Linked DNA regions of Sus scrofa: regions 1, 3, 4 and 5 are each linked to region 2. Evidence: chromatin contacts called from public Hi-C and promoter capture Hi-C data. All regions are on one chromosome and are shown on one strand. The core of a region is the stretch at or near the end of the contact, and the rest is flanking DNA. Distances in the headings are between cores, read along the strand shown.

What was found. Promoter capture Hi-C pulls out the DNA fragments that hold promoters and counts their contacts. A called contact is a pair of places that touch in the nucleus more often than the background predicts.
Region 1: a contact with region 2 is called in a promoter capture Hi-C map of fetal skeletal muscle, with 4 times the contacts expected there. The contact joins the promoter of ARHGEF25 here to the promoter of TSPAN31 in region 2. A contact is called at or near these places in 2 of 5 promoter capture datasets (fetal skeletal muscle and liver), 6 of 47 Hi-C or Micro-C datasets (alveolar macrophages, embryonic fibroblasts, epiblast stem cells and 2 more) and 2 of 2 datasets of contacts at active chromatin or transcription factors (alveolar macrophages and skeletal muscle).
Region 3: a promoter capture Hi-C map of fetal skeletal muscle shows a contact between it and region 2, with 6 times the contacts expected there. The contact joins the promoter of KIF5A here to the promoter of TSPAN31 in region 2. A contact is called at or near these places in 2 of 5 promoter capture datasets (fetal liver and fetal skeletal muscle), 1 of 47 Hi-C or Micro-C datasets (fibroblasts) and 1 of 2 datasets of contacts at active chromatin or transcription factors (alveolar macrophages).
Region 4: a Hi-C map of skeletal muscle shows a contact between it and region 2, with 4 times the contacts expected there. The contact joins the promoter of B4GALNT1 here to the promoter of TSPAN31 in region 2. A contact is called at or near these places in 1 of 5 promoter capture datasets (liver), 17 of 47 Hi-C or Micro-C datasets (alveolar macrophages, blood, brain and 10 more) and 2 of 2 datasets of contacts at active chromatin or transcription factors (alveolar macrophages and skeletal muscle).
Region 5: a Hi-C map of mesenteric adipose tissue shows a contact between it and region 2, with 1.8 times the contacts expected there. The contact joins the promoter of PIP4K2C here to the promoter of TSPAN31 in region 2. A contact is called at or near these places in 4 of 5 promoter capture datasets (fetal liver, fetal skeletal muscle and liver), 9 of 47 Hi-C or Micro-C datasets (alveolar macrophages, embryonic fibroblasts, fetal heart ventricle and 4 more) and 2 of 2 datasets of contacts at active chromatin or transcription factors (alveolar macrophages and skeletal muscle).

Annotation. Positions count from the first base shown.
Region 1 is chr5:22,872,068-22,874,767 of Sscrofa11.1, forward strand. It overlaps ARHGEF25 (rho guanine nucleotide exchange factor 25), which reads left to right and starts at 1,435. Exons shown (of 16, transcript XM_021091874.1): 1 at 1,435-1,567; 2 at 2,156-2,279. The coding sequence starts at 1,493. It overlaps DTX3 (probable E3 ubiquitin-protein ligase DTX3), which reads left to right. Exons shown (of 6, transcript XM_013997672.2): 5 at 80-297; 6 at 633-1,346. The coding sequence ends at 708.
Region 2 is chr5:23,028,007-23,030,706 of Sscrofa11.1, forward strand. It overlaps TSPAN31 (tetraspanin-31), which reads left to right and starts at 1,319. Exons shown (of 6, transcript XM_021091896.1): 1 at 1,319-1,483. All of the region lies in intron 1 of AGAP2 (arf-GAP with GTPase, ANK repeat and PH domain-containing protein 2), which reads right to left.
Region 3 is chr5:22,812,088-22,814,871 of Sscrofa11.1, forward strand. It overlaps KIF5A (kinesin heavy chain), which reads left to right and starts at 1,530. Exons shown (of 30, transcript XM_021091865.1): 1 at 1,530-1,704. DCTN2 (dynactin subunit 2) reads right to left here and starts at 2,271. Exons shown (of 14, transcript XM_021091881.1): 1 at 2,060-2,271; 2 at 1,106-1,174. The coding sequence starts at 2,095.
Region 4 is chr5:22,896,091-22,898,790 of Sscrofa11.1, forward strand. B4GALNT1 (beta-1,4 N-acetylgalactosaminyltransferase 1) reads right to left here and starts at 1,296. Exons shown (of 12, transcript XM_021091871.1): 1 at 780-1,296; 2 at 517-610. The coding sequence starts at 1,098.
Region 5 is chr5:22,852,783-22,855,482 of Sscrofa11.1, forward strand. PIP4K2C (phosphatidylinositol 5-phosphate 4-kinase type-2 gamma) reads left to right here and starts at 1,360. Exons shown (of 11, transcript XM_021091878.1): 1 at 1,360-1,802. The coding sequence starts at 1,629.

The sequences.
Region 1 (2,700 bases), core at 185-2,684, 160 kb before region 2:
CGCCAGGATGATCCTCCACCGACATCATGGGCCTTAAGATGCCCAGCTGCTCACTGCCCACTCTGTCTCCCAACCCCAGGCTGAACACCCAAACCCAGGAGTTCGGTATCCTGGCACCACACGGGTGGCCTACCTCCCGGACTGCCCTGAGGGCAACAAGGTGCTGACCCTGTTCCGCAAGGCATTTGACCAGCGTCTCACCTTCACTATTGGCACGTCCATGACCACAGGGAGACCGAATGTCATCACCTGGAACGACATCCACCACAAGACCAGCTGCACAGGGGGACCCCAGCTGTGCGACACTCCTTCTTCCCTTCTCTTGGCTCCTCCCCTTTTCTCCATTTCCAACCTGGGGAAGCCCCTCTCTTTGGGAACCTCCTAAACTGGAGAGGACCACACCCAAACTATTCAACCATCTCTTCCATCCCAGTTTCTCCTCTCTTCAGCCTGATCCTGATGTGCCCCGCTTAGCCTACAAAAATAAGCAGAATTAGGCTCAGTTATCTTGGGTTTGGGTAACCTTATGGGAGGAGGGCAGGGGCTAGGATGGGGCACCAGGAGGAAGGTGAGCTTGGGGTTATGAAAAGCCTGAACAGCTAACCCTGACCCTCGTTTCTCTTTGCTCCCAGGTTTGGGTACCCGGACCCCACTTACCTGACCCGGGTGCAAGAGGAGCTGAGAGCCAAGGGCATCACCGATGACTGAAGGACATCCCCCTTGTGAGGCCCCTGCTGTTCTCCTCCAGTAGGACCCAACGGAAGCCTCTGTTCTCTCTCCCTCTGCCCCCCTCACCACGCTAGTAGGGGATGGTCCTGCTGGGGAAGGCGGTCTGAGAGGGAGGGGCCATCCCTTCCCCAGCCCCCCACAGGCCGAGTGCTTCAGTGCAGTGTGAGCCACTCCTTTCTGGCAGAGGCTGACATCCTAGGCTCTGCTCCCCTCCTCCCGGTGTACATACTCCCAGTCTCCCTGCCCCCTCCACTGCCCTTGGCTTTTTCTGGTATGTGCTGTGCTCCAGTGACTAAGCTGAGAGAGGACCTGGGTGGGGAGGGAAGGGTCTCTTGAACCCCCGCCCCAACTCCCACATACTGCTCCACTGCTGAACTTCTGTGCAGGGGAGGGGAACCGGGCTGCTGTGAGCCCCCAAGGAGCCGGCCCTGTGTGTTCTTCAGAAACAGTTCCCCTTCTACCTTAACCTTGTCCTTTCTCTCCTGTGTCTCTGTCTCTGTTGGTCTTTCTCTCCCGCTTTTCTCTGCCCCCTATAAGGAGCCTCCTTACCCTGTTCTGGAATCGCCGCCAGACTGTAGCTTTTAATTTAATAAAAATAAAGTAAAATATGCAACTCTCTATGCCACACCCGTTCTGCTCTGTGGGGCGGGTCAGGAATGGGGAGGGGAGCCGGACCCTGCTGAGAAGGAGTAGGGAGTGGTGATCGGGAACTCCCTGTGTGTCCACCCAAGCTCTCTGCTTCCAGAGGGCCTGGGAAAACGGCATGTACTTAGTGGGCTCCAAGATAACACTGCGAAGCCCTGGATCGTGCTTCGACGTTGGAGTCACGATTAAGAGGGTTTGTTTGTTGTGGAATTACAGTTGTAGAGAAAAGAACAACCCTACCCCTTTTGAAAAGTTTGGCTGGGGTGGGAGTGGGGGCGGAGCCGGGCGGGGGGCGGATTCGGCAGCGGCAACTCCCCGGACGCACGCAGGCCTCAGAGCCCCCCCAGCTTCCGCGCCCCCTCGGCTCTGAAACTTGGAGGAGGGTAGGGGTCCAGCATGAAGCCCCCGGACCGCCCCGCCCCTGGCCGCACTGACCGGATACTGGGGGTTATGGGGGGCATGCTGCGCGCATGCGCCCTACCCGGGCAGGAGTGGGTAAGAAAGGGGGACCATGGTGGGCTCGGGGGTCTCTTTAAGGGGCTTCAGGATGGCTGCACCCCACAACTCAATTTACCCGCAAGCAAGAATTCTGCGGGACAGTCGCAGGAATCCAAGAGTTCCATTAAGAAGACCATAGGCACGTTCCGGGTGAACTGCTTCCTCCACCCTAGCCTTGGCGACCCTTTTATAACAAAGTGGATTTTGACAGGAGGGAGAAGGGGAGGCGGGAGGTCCAGGCCGGGCTTGGAGGGCGGTTTCCTTACCATCATTGTCCCCGCAGCCCCCCAAGAGAAGCCCCCTAGGGCCAGGAGCGGCCGAACCAGAGTCTATCTGTACGGAGAGGGATCAGAGGGATCAGAGAGGGGAGCGCGAACGTGAGGTCCCCGCCTGGGCTCGGCTGCCCGGTAAGAAGCTGTGGGTGGGGTGGGGCGCAGTTTGCCATCCAACGCCAAGTGGCGAATTCAAAACTATACTGCTCTTATTAGCATAAAGGTTTGCATCTAATTGGCATGAGACCCGTCTAAACACTCAGATCTCCACGCTTCTTCTCGCCCTCTAGTCCGTTGTGTGTCCCCCACCTCAGCGGGTCCCGAGCCCCCGCTGGCGTAGTGTTCCCCGCGCCCCACCCCTGGCCCCTGGCCAGCTCAGGCTCCAGGACTTCGCCTTAATTGGTGATTAGCCTCAGCTGGAGTCCCAGGGCCTGGAGGAGAGAAGGGTCCGGCGAGAGGGCGGCACCTGGGCTGTGTTCTGCACAAAAGCTCTCCATCCCCGCAACCCCTACTGGGGGGTCTTGTCCACCCCTGCGCGGCTAGGGGCAATCCCGAC
Region 2 (2,700 bases), core at 69-2,568:
TTTCTCTGGGCAGGCAAAGCCCTTTCCCCAGGCTCCCAGAGTCCAGTTGAGGTCGGAAGTAGGGTCTGGGGTTTCTCTGGGAGCAATTTCCTACAGTCACTCTGACCAAGGGCACTATTCTCCCAGAAAGCTCAGAGTCCCTCTGAAATCAGGTCTTCTCTTATGTGGCACCAGGTCAACTCACCCCCTCCAAGACCTCTTACCCTTCGCCCCAGTCCTTGTCAGTGAGTCTGGTTCAGCCACCCACCCAAGAAAGAAGCTTTTCGAAGTCAAACCTTCACAGTGCTCCCCTAACCCAGGCTGAGCATTCCAGGTGCCCTCCCCTCCCTGTTCTCAGGCCCTGGTCCTACTCACTAGGGGAGGCGCGGAGCTCTGCGCCCAACAGCTCCCTGGACCCGCTGCCAGAAGACAAGATCGAGGGTCCGGGAGGGGGCCCGGAGCCAGGAGGCCCCCCTGTGCTCTTGGTAAAGATGCCGCTGATAAACTTGAGCATCTTGCGATCTCGAGTGGATGCACGGCCCCCCTCCCGGCCCCGTTTCAGCCCGGGAGCTGGAGGCTCCAGAGTGATTGGAGGTGCAGGCCCAGTGGGCATCGCGGAGGCGGCGGTGACAGCGGTAGCTGGAGTCAGAGTTGCTGGGACTGTTAGCGGAGGAGGAGAGCCGGCCGGCGGTCCTGGGTGCAAGTCACTGTTGTCCAAGGTCTTACTCTTGCCTTTCCGAGGGGACAACTTCCCTCGGGCTCCAGGCCCAGCCCCGACCCCACCAGAGGTCGTGGCTGCCGCTCCCCCTCCCCCGGCGGCGGCGGCGGCGGTGGCAGCAGCGGCAGCGGCAGAAGCTCCAGTCCCGGCGCTGCTCTTTGACCCCTTGACCCTGGGCTTGCCCTCGCTTTCGGGCCATGACAGGCGGCTACCGGCGCCCTTGCCCCCGCCGGCTTTGGCGCCACTCGTGGTCACGGTCTTGCAAGGCTTGGGAGCCGGCGGAGGAGGCGCCACCTTGAGCCTCCGGCTGCCGGTGCCCGGGTGCGGGGAGGAAGAGCCGGGGACGCCGCCGCCCGCCCGGCCTTCTGGTTCCGGGCCCCCCCAGCTGGGACTGCTGAGCAGGGGGCGTCGGGAGGAGGTGGGGGCGCCCCCAGGCTTGGGGTCGGGACTTAACCCCCCGGAGAGCGGGGGCCCGGGAGGAGCGGCCCAGAGGGAGAGGCGGCGGCCGGGAGCAGGGGAGACGGGGCGGGCCGGACTGGCCGGAGCCGGGGACAGGGCGGGGGGCTCGGCGCCCCCGGCGCCCGCGCTGCTCGTGCTGATCCACAGCGCATCCTGTCGGTGGAAGAGACGTTCGTGCCGCTTCTTGCCCGGCTCCTCCGCGCCTCGGGGGCTGCCAGGATCCCCGGTCTCGGCACCTCTGGTCCCCGGGGCGCCGGCTGCGGCCGCAGACGGTGAAGGCGGCGGCGGAGGCACCGACTCGAGCTTGACCAGGGTCAGCGAGATGAGGTAGGTCGTTGTCCGGCGCTGAAGCGCGCCCGCGCCCCGGCTCATGGGGCCCCGAGACCCCCGAGCTGGGGAGGGGAGGGGACTCCCCCGGACTGCCTCAGGGGGGCCCGGCCATGGGGCCGCCCTGCTCGCTGCCCCCAGCCCCCGGACTCCGCTGAGCCCCCGGCCCGGCTCCGCTGTCGCCGCCGCCTCCGCCGCCTCCGCTTGCGCCCCCCTCCCATCACACGGGGCGCCCCCTCCCCATGCTCCCCACCCTGCGCCCCCACCCCGTTGGAGCCCCGGGACCTTGGTGCTGCTCCAGGGAGGCGCGCCGGACCCTGCACCCCGGCCTGGGTGGGGGCGCTGAGATGGACAGGGGAGGGCGGGGAGGACTGTAGTGGGGGCAAATAGGGGAGAGGGAGGAAAAGGGGGCAGAAGAGAGGAATCCGAGGCTGAAGGAGAAGAACCGGTGCGGGGGAGGCAGGGGCGGGGAATAGGGACTCAAGGGATGGGGGCCGCGGATGGGGGTCGGAGAGGGGGTCTTTAGGAGGGTGGGGAGCTAATGGGGCTAGTCGTGCGGGGGATTCGCAGGGGCACAGGGAGGATGCTGGGGATGGAGATGCAGGCGCCGGCGGGGGAGAAAGGAGGGAAGCCGGAGGGGGTGGGAACCCACGGGTCTGGGGTCTGGTAGGGGAGGGGCGTGAGATCCGAGCGCAGAGTCCGGGGGCTCGCCGGGCTTGGCTCGGTCCGGATGCGCGCTGTGTCCGGGCGCTCCCCTCACAGTGAGGAGGAGGCGGCCCCCCGCCCCCCCACCCTATCTCCCCCCCACCTTCTCTCCAACAGCACGGTTGTCTGCGAAGGCGGTGCAAAATCCAGGACTGGATTTCCCTCCCAAATCCTGGGCTGGATTTCCTGGAACTTGGACTCACCTACTCCAACACACCAGCCCCCTCCCCTAGCACACCGCGGTTAGGGAGCGCTACTGTTAGGTGTGGCACTTAGGTACGAGAGTAAAAACTGGTCTGTGGCGAACAATCCTCGGCGAAAACGGAGCAAATTGGGTTCACTGACAATTCAGGGGAAGCTGACAGGGGAAAGTAGGGAGCCCTGAAATCCCATTCCCAGGACCCCTCGTTTCCCCCAGGTACTTGCGCATTTTCCTTCCCCCATGACCCAACTCCCTCGCCCACCCCCACCCTCCACTCGCCGGTGCATTGACTGGGCCACGACTTGAGCCC
Region 3 (2,784 bases), core at 280-2,779, 220 kb before region 2:
AACACACCACCAAGAGAGGGGACAGGGAAGGTGTTCCACACAAAGTAGGAACCACTTCCACATCGGGGAAATCAAATAAGGAATAAGTGAGTACGCCAAGCCATACATTATAAGCCAGCAACCAGCATTCTCCAGAACTACCCAGCCCCACAGACATAGCCACAGGACTTACAGACACACATACTGAGCCTATTCCCACTGACTCTTGGTGACAACTTAATTGAGATCTCACCCCATCGATGTAAACCTAGCCCAGATCTCCGTGGAAATAACAGAACCTCAAACACATCCTATGAGACGTTGTAAGAGATCTTTGCTCCCCTTGGCACTTACATATAGAGTTTTTACTATGTTGATTTCATTCAATTTTTTCTTCCATGTTTCCTAACTCTCCCATTAGTCTGGGGGATTTTTGAGGGCAGGGACATTTTTTCCTTGGCTGTGCACAAAAATCAACATAGAATGAACACATGCAATAAAAAATGCCAAGTGGTTTCCCTAATGGTTAATATTGCCCATAGGTAATTCCTTCCTGCTCAGGGTTCCTGGATCTTAAACTGCTACCAGGGTCTCTCCTCGGCTGATACAACAGATTTATGTTCCTCCTCAAATGTCTTTTGCTCTGACCAGGTCCCTTATCTTCCTAAAATCTCCAATTCATTTTCTTGCTCTTTGCCCAATGGCTACTGGATATTCTCATGAAAGAGTATTCCTCCATACTTCAAGGTCTAGCTCTTGGTAGGATACTAATGAACATATACCGAGTGATATATTGTATGAAACAGAAGACCTAGGTCTTAACCTCAAGAAGTTTCTAAGTACTCAGGCTTCATGATTCACTACTATGGCCGAGCACCAGCCCCCAACCTGTTTTGAGACATATAAATTTTATTTAAAAAGCCAAAGTAGCAGGTCTTTTACCTTTAATTCCACTGACCTGACCCTTCTTCCAGGCATTGCTCAATTATAAGCCCTGCAACCTAAATACCACCCGGACTGGGTTGGCATACCCGCTTATTGCTGGTTGTTCGCCAGAAAAGGGAAAGGGCCTGCCTAGGGAGGAGAAGTCAGTCCAGAGGAGTCCTGAGGCAGCACATGGTCTTACCGCATCAAACTCCGCTTGGTCATCCTCAGGCAGGTCGCTGGTTTCATAAACATCTGGCTCGTTCCTGGCCTGCAGGTAGAAGCAAGGACCACCCAACCTCACTACCCAGCACCCACCAACACCCCTGACCCCACAACACTTGAACAAGTTAACACAGAAGGCAGACTGTGAGGGCAGGATTCTGCCCCCCTTCTTTTTCACCTGCCCGATGAACTGCAGGTCAGTTCCCATGTCTTAGAGGGATCTGAGGGTAAATGGTGAGTGTAGGTGATGACAGAGATGTTACCCTGAATCTGAAGGGGGGCGGGTCCTCCGCAATCATTATGTCAGAAGCAGAAATGCTATGCTCAAATCAGGCCCTGTACACCATTACCTTAGCACAAGGGTTCAGAGTGACTCAGGACCTTAGTACCCAAGGTCTTATCCCAACCCCCACCCCGAGTGCCAGCAGGGCAGCACAAAGGGAGGGTATGTGTTGGCACGTGCGGGCGTTAGGGTGGAGGTTCTCAGAGGACAGAGTTCTCCATCTGGCACAAGAGGGGTTCTGTCATGGTACCCTCTTCACTCTCGCCGGGTGAAGGCCATCACCAAATGGCCTGGTATGTGTGTCCAGGGTGGGGAATGGCGGGGGCTCATGGGAAGATGTGGGGAGGTACGGGTGGTGCTGACACGGATGGCAGAAACATTCGGGCACAGCGCTAAGTGCCCGGAGACCATTTCTGGGTGGAGACACCGGCGACTGCCAGAAAGGGGCCTTGTAGGCCCTCCCATGGCCCGACCCAGTCGGGTCGGAGGAGTCCGGAGGGCGCTGAGGACGGTCGGGGAGAGAGCGGCGGGAGCCCTTGGGGCGGAAGAAGGGTTGCAGGCGGGAAGGGTCACGGGTTGGTGTCTGTTGGGGGTCCTTAGGAGGTCGGAGGCGGGGTCCTGGGGAGCCGGGGCCGGCCGTGTACTCACAATGCCGGGAAGGTCGGCGTATTTAGGGTCCGCCATGGCGGCGGCGAGGCGGGGTTGGGGGACCGGGGCCTCGGTGGAGCCGGGGCCGGTGTTCGGGTAAGGGAGAGGCTGGGTCCGGGTCCAGGTTAAGGCGGCCGCAAAGGGAGCGGCGGAGGAGGCGGAGGAGTAGGAAGTCTCGCGACAGGGGTAATACAGAGGGAGGGTAAAGCAAAAGTCGCGAGAACAGCCCGCTACCCCACCCCTGGAAAAGCAGGGATTGGCGAGAACAAGGCCAGGGAATGAGGTAATGGCGGGGAAACGCCTCCTAGGATTGTGGGATGTGTAGTCTTGGCTGACCTGGCTTGGGTGGGGACCGACAATAACGCGCCTTGAGAGTTACTTCATACAACTTATTTTCTTTCATTTTTACATAAATTCTGTAAAAACGCTTTTATAATATTTTCTTTTCAGTTGAATAAATGTGGACTCCTAGAAATTAAGTGACTAGATAAAAATAACTAGGCATGCTGTGGCACAGCCAGGGCTTCAAAACAAGAAGTAAAATTTGGTAAAGGTTTAGTCATATTAGGACCGAAAAAGTTAAGTAAACTTCTCAGGTTAGGGATGTCAGATAAAATACAGGACGCCTAGTTAAGTTAGAATTTCAGATACACAACTAATAGTTTTTTCAATATAAATTATGTCCCATATGATATTTTGGACATACTAACACACACAGACAAATT
Region 4 (2,700 bases), core at 46-2,545, 130 kb before region 2:
CGCCGGCCCCCCGGGGCGCTCTCCACAGCTCGCGCGCCAGGATTTGCATAGCGAATCGGTACCCGCGTCCCCCTCCCCTCACTCCCCGGGCCTCGGGTCTCCCGGCCTCCTTTCTTCTCGCCCTCTCCCGCATCTCGCTTTCCTCTCACGCCTGAGGCCCGGCATCTTGAAGCCAGAGACCTTTGGATGTAGTGGTCTCGACGCGGAGGCTCATGAGTAGAAGAGCATCGCTTTATTAGAACAGCGGCTGTCCCCGAACCCGTCGCCTCCCCTGGCCCGCTCATCCCCCACCCCAACCCTTCAGTTCGAGCATCACCTGGCCCCGAGTGGGCTGCAGAGGGCAGCGCCATACCTTGCCTGTCATGAAAAATGCAGAATCACGCCCAAGCTATTAGGTGGCTCTGGCGGAGGTGACCCGGTGAATGGAATGGGGAAGCTGGGCGGGGGACAAGGTGGACCAGCGTGCGCGCCTCCTCCCGCCTCCAGCTCGGCCCCTCATCCCGCCCCGGCACTGACCTGTCTAACGCTCTAAGGCCGCCGCAAGATTTCGGTCCAGGCTGCTCCAGGCTCTCAGACCCCGCCTGGGCGTCCTCATGAGGCTGGAGGCGGCCTGATGGGGGAGTCGGGCGTGAGCCTGAGATTGAGGGGGATCCTCCTGCCTCCCGAGTGCGCCCGACCCCTCCCGCCTTCGGACTTTCCCGGCTTTGTAGACCGCGGCGCTGGGGTGGCTCTGGGCGTTTCCTGCGGGGGGTGGGGTCGGAGCCGAGAAACCGCTGTACCCCAGGCCCGGGAACAGAGCTTGGGCTCCTCGGCACCCTGTCCCACTTGCTGGGCCAGGAGGGCTCGGGCCGCCGCCCGGCTCTTCCGATCGCGGCGCCGCGCGGCTGGGCTCCCAGGCTGGTTGCGGCGGAGGATCCGGCTACGAGAGGAGAAGGCGAGCGCCGGGGCGCCTTCTGTTGGGCGCCGAGGACATTGCGGGGGCGCGAAGCCGGCGCGGCGCGGCGCGAAGATTCTTCTCTCCACGCCCTCCCACTCCCAGCTCTTCGCTTCCGAACCCTGGCACCTCATCCGTCTGCCCCAAATCCCAGTCACTCCCATTCCCTCTTCCTTCCGAGCCGCCCCCTCCTTGAGACTGTGACCAAGGACAAGAGATAAGGGCTTTGGGAAGAGGTGGGGCGGAGACGCCCTGTAACCCCATTTCAAGGAAGATTTGGGTAGTTAGAGAAGGAAGCCAGAGAAGACCTTGGAAAATAGACTCTGGCTAACAAAGACAGGTTCACAGCCTTCCTCCCATCCTCACCTCCCCCGGCCCTCCCTCACCGCCCCGCCCCCCCATTATCTAAAAACACTCAATGATCTAACAAACACTCAGTTCAAGGGCCTGCCTGCTTCTTCTGACTGCTCACTGTTGCCAGAGGAAGGAAATCCCAAGCAGTGGCTTGTAGTTGTAGTTTTGTGTGCAAGCTGCAGACCATAGACTCCCTTTCTTGCATCTGGATTCCTGATGCTGCCCTGAGTTCTGTGGTTCCATGGTTCTAATAAAAGATTTGTCACTGTTTAATAGAGAAAAAGATATAGGAAATGTACAACATAATGAAAATGTGGGGGCCGGGGGAGGGAAGGATGAATTATTGGATGAATTGTGTACAAAGAAGTGACAAATCAGCTGGGGGGAAAGTGGGATTCTCAGCCTCTTTACACCAAAATAAATTCCCAATTTATCAAATACTTTAGTTTTAAAAATGAAACCACAAAAAATAGTAAAATCGTGGAGTCTGCTTTTTATAATCTTGGAGTGGGGAAGAGATCTCTAAGCAAGATATAAAAGGAAGTATTAATATATTTGCCTGTAGGAGTTCCCATCGTGGCCCAGCAGAACCGAACCCAACTAGGAACCATGAAGTTGTGGGTTCTATCCTTGGCCTCACTCAGTGGATTAAGGATCTGGCTTTGGGATGAGCTGTGGTTGTAGGTCGAAGATGCTGCTCGGATCCTGCGTTGCTGTGGCTGTGGCATAGGCCTGCAGCTGTAGCTCCCATTGGACCCCTAGCCTGGAAATCTCTATATGCTGTGGGTGAGGCCCTAAAAAGCAAAAAATTAAAAAAAATTTGCCTGTATAAAAAACTTGGATGAAGGAATTTCTATAAGAAATTGAGAGAGAAGTGGCAAACTGAAAAAATATTTGCAATATGTACAACAGATGAAGATTGCTTTTCTTAAGAGCTCTAAAACATTTTGATAAACCACCCTGAAATGGACAAAAATCATGATTAGGCAGTTGACAGAAAAAGTGAAAATGGCTTTTGAATATATGAAAATGTACTTAACCTTATTCATAATAAATAAAATGCAAATTAGAATAACAGTGAAATGTTTTTTGATTACCAAATTAGTAAGGACCAAAGACTTTGCTATCCAACGGATTGGCCAAGTGTTTGGAGAAAGAGCCACTGTCATACATATGTTGTTGTGAGTGTAAATTGGTACAACTTAGAGCAATTGGCAATTGGCCAATCTAGTAACATTTAAAATGCTGATCTTTAAAAATTTTGGCCATTCCCTCTGCCCTTGGTTATTTTGGAGCATTTCTTTTTTTCCCTATTTTTTTTTCTTTTGTCTTTTTAGGGCCATACCCACTACATATGGGGGTTCCCAGGCTAGGGGGTCAAATCGGAGCTGTAGCAGCTGACCTACAACATC
Region 5 (2,700 bases), core at 110-2,609, 180 kb before region 2:
CTGGACTAAATCAAGTCCCTTCTAGATCCTTCATTTTTGAGATACTTACACATATATATTCACCAATATATAAAACAACTAAAAGTGATGCCGACTTGGGCAGTTTGCATCTTCTTTGTTAACTTCTGTATCAACGATTTCTCCCTACCCCTTGGTAAGGTCTCCCTTAAAAGTGTGTTTTACAGCATGTTTCTCTATAAGCCACTCACTACCCACCTTGTTTTCTCACAACCCAACTTCCTAAAAAAGTCCCAAGCGCCTCCTCCCCACTTCTTTATCTCCCATTCATCCCTCAGCCCGCCTTGATCTGGCTCTGGCTCTACTGAAAATGTGTTCCAAAGGTCACTAGTTGCCAAAGACACTGGGCAGTTCTCCATCCTCGTCTTGCCTCACCTCTCCATGACATCTGACACTGCTCTCCATTCCTTCCTCTCTTGAAACTCAACTTCCTTAGCTTTTGTGACCCTGCTCTCCTGGCCCTTTTACTTCTCTGGCCACCCCTTTGCAGTCTTCTCCCTGGTTTATACCAGGGTTCAGCTCTTGGTCTCTCCTTGCTCTCCCTTGGGAGTTGTCATCCACACAGATTCGTGGACAATAATTAAGTCTGTATCTCCAGCCTAGACCATTCTGCTGAACACTAGGCCCATATGTCCAGCTGCCCTCAGGCACCTCAAACACATTCCAAATTGAACTAATGTTTTCACTAAAACTGCTCCTTTTCTTCACTGCCATCATTCTTCGCCTTTGCCAAAAGTCAGATTTCTTCTCAACATCTCCCTTTCCTGCAAATCCCAATCCACTAGGAATTTTCCAAATTGACATCAAACTATATACCTTTATATGCCATCCCCTTTTTCCCAACCCAATAGCCATTGTTTGTTTTATTTATTTAATGATTTTTATTTTTTCCATTATAGTTGGATCACAGTGTTGTGTCAATTTTCTACTGTACAGCAAAGTGACCCAGTTACACATACATATATACATTCGTTTTCTCACATTTTCCTCCATCATGCTCCATCATAAATGACTAGATATAGTTCCCAGTGCTATATAGCAAGATCTCATTGCTTATCCATTGCAAAGGCAATAGTTTGCATCCCAATAGCCACTGTTTTAGTTCCTCATCTGGTGCCTACACTGTTGCAATACTCTGGTCACCCTCCAGAGCGATGCTTGAGTGGTCCTTCTAAAAGCACAAAAACCACTTAGGGGATTCTCTTCGTAAAGTAATCCTTTCGGGTTAGCCTCAGGCGGTAGGTTATTCCCAGAAACTGGGCAAAACCGGAAGGCGGCGACTTTGCAGCAAAGAAGCCCTCGACTGGGCGGTTAATCAGGCTGGCCCAGACGGCATCCCCATCGCCTGGGTGACCGGCCTGGGCCTCCGCACTGCTAACAGCGATCAGGGTACCAGGTTTCCGCGCGCCTTCCCCGGCGCCAGGTGAGCCCACCTTCTGCGCAGGCGGGCGGGCGCCAGGAGGGCGGAGTCGGCCCGCCCCGCCCGGCTCGCGCGCCTGCGGGCCAGCCTCCGGTCACATGACAGAGGCGCAGGTGAGCGCCGCTTCCGGGGTCGGGCGCTCGCATCGCGACCGGCTCCGGCTTTCACTCGGTAGAGTGCGCCGGAGACTATGGCGTCCTCTTCAGTCCCGCCGGCCACTATACCGGCGGCGACAGCGGCCCCCGGCACGGGCTTTGGCTTCGCCTCCAAAACCAAGAAGAAACATTTCGTGCAGCAGAAGGTGAAGGTGTTCCGGGCGGCCGACCCGCTGGTGGGCGTGTTCCTGTGGGGTGTAGCCCACTCGGTGAGACTCGGCCCTGGCCCCACCGCTGCCCAGTCCGAACCCCTTAGCTCCTGCTCCTCCGGGCGTACCTGTTTCCTGGCTCCCGCCTCCGGAGCCCCTCGCGCTGCACGTTTTCCTCGGGCTGTTCTGGTCCTTGCCCACCTACCCTGAGGTGTTCTCCCAGCGTACCATTTCGCTCTAGACTTTTTTTTTTTCTTTTCCTGAACGTAGACTTTTGTCTCTCCCTGCGCCCTTTACTCCTCCGTTGAGGTTCTATCTTCCCCACCTGAAATCCAGCTCCCTGCCTTTTTCCTGCCAGTTACAGCCTCAGCCCCAGGTCAGGGCGACCGGCCTGGACCCGGCTGCATCCGGAAGGACTTTAGGGGGAGTAGCTCTTCTGGGTTGGTGGTGGTGAGGACGCCGGTGAGAGTGTGAATATAGAAGGGGAGCGGGGAGGGGAGCTGGTCGTGAGGGAGCTGGTCGTCACTCTCCTTTGCACCTTGCTTTCTGGGTCGCTGTCCTGGACTTTGGAACTTTGGCTTTGAGGAGAAGCCCCAGGCTTCCTGGACGTTCTAATCCTGCATGTCCCATACCTTCCCTTACAGAGGTACAGGCATTTCAGAAAAGCTACTGCCCTGAACCCAGGGGTGGCATTGACTGGGGACTTAATATATATTTGCTTTTAAGGCTTTGGTCTTAAAGGCAATCCATTGCGGGCTGGAGTAATGGTATTTGGTGTAAGTGGGGGTCATCTTTGACCAAAGAGATGGCTCAGGAGCTCTGGTCCTGGGGATACTATGGTGGTAAAACTTTAGAAGCAGGAAACTGCTGTAGATGGTATGGCCTGGGAATCAGGAGGAGGCCCAAGAGGCCAGTGCATCTTCTTTCCTGACTATACCTCAGGTGAGGCAAGCACAGC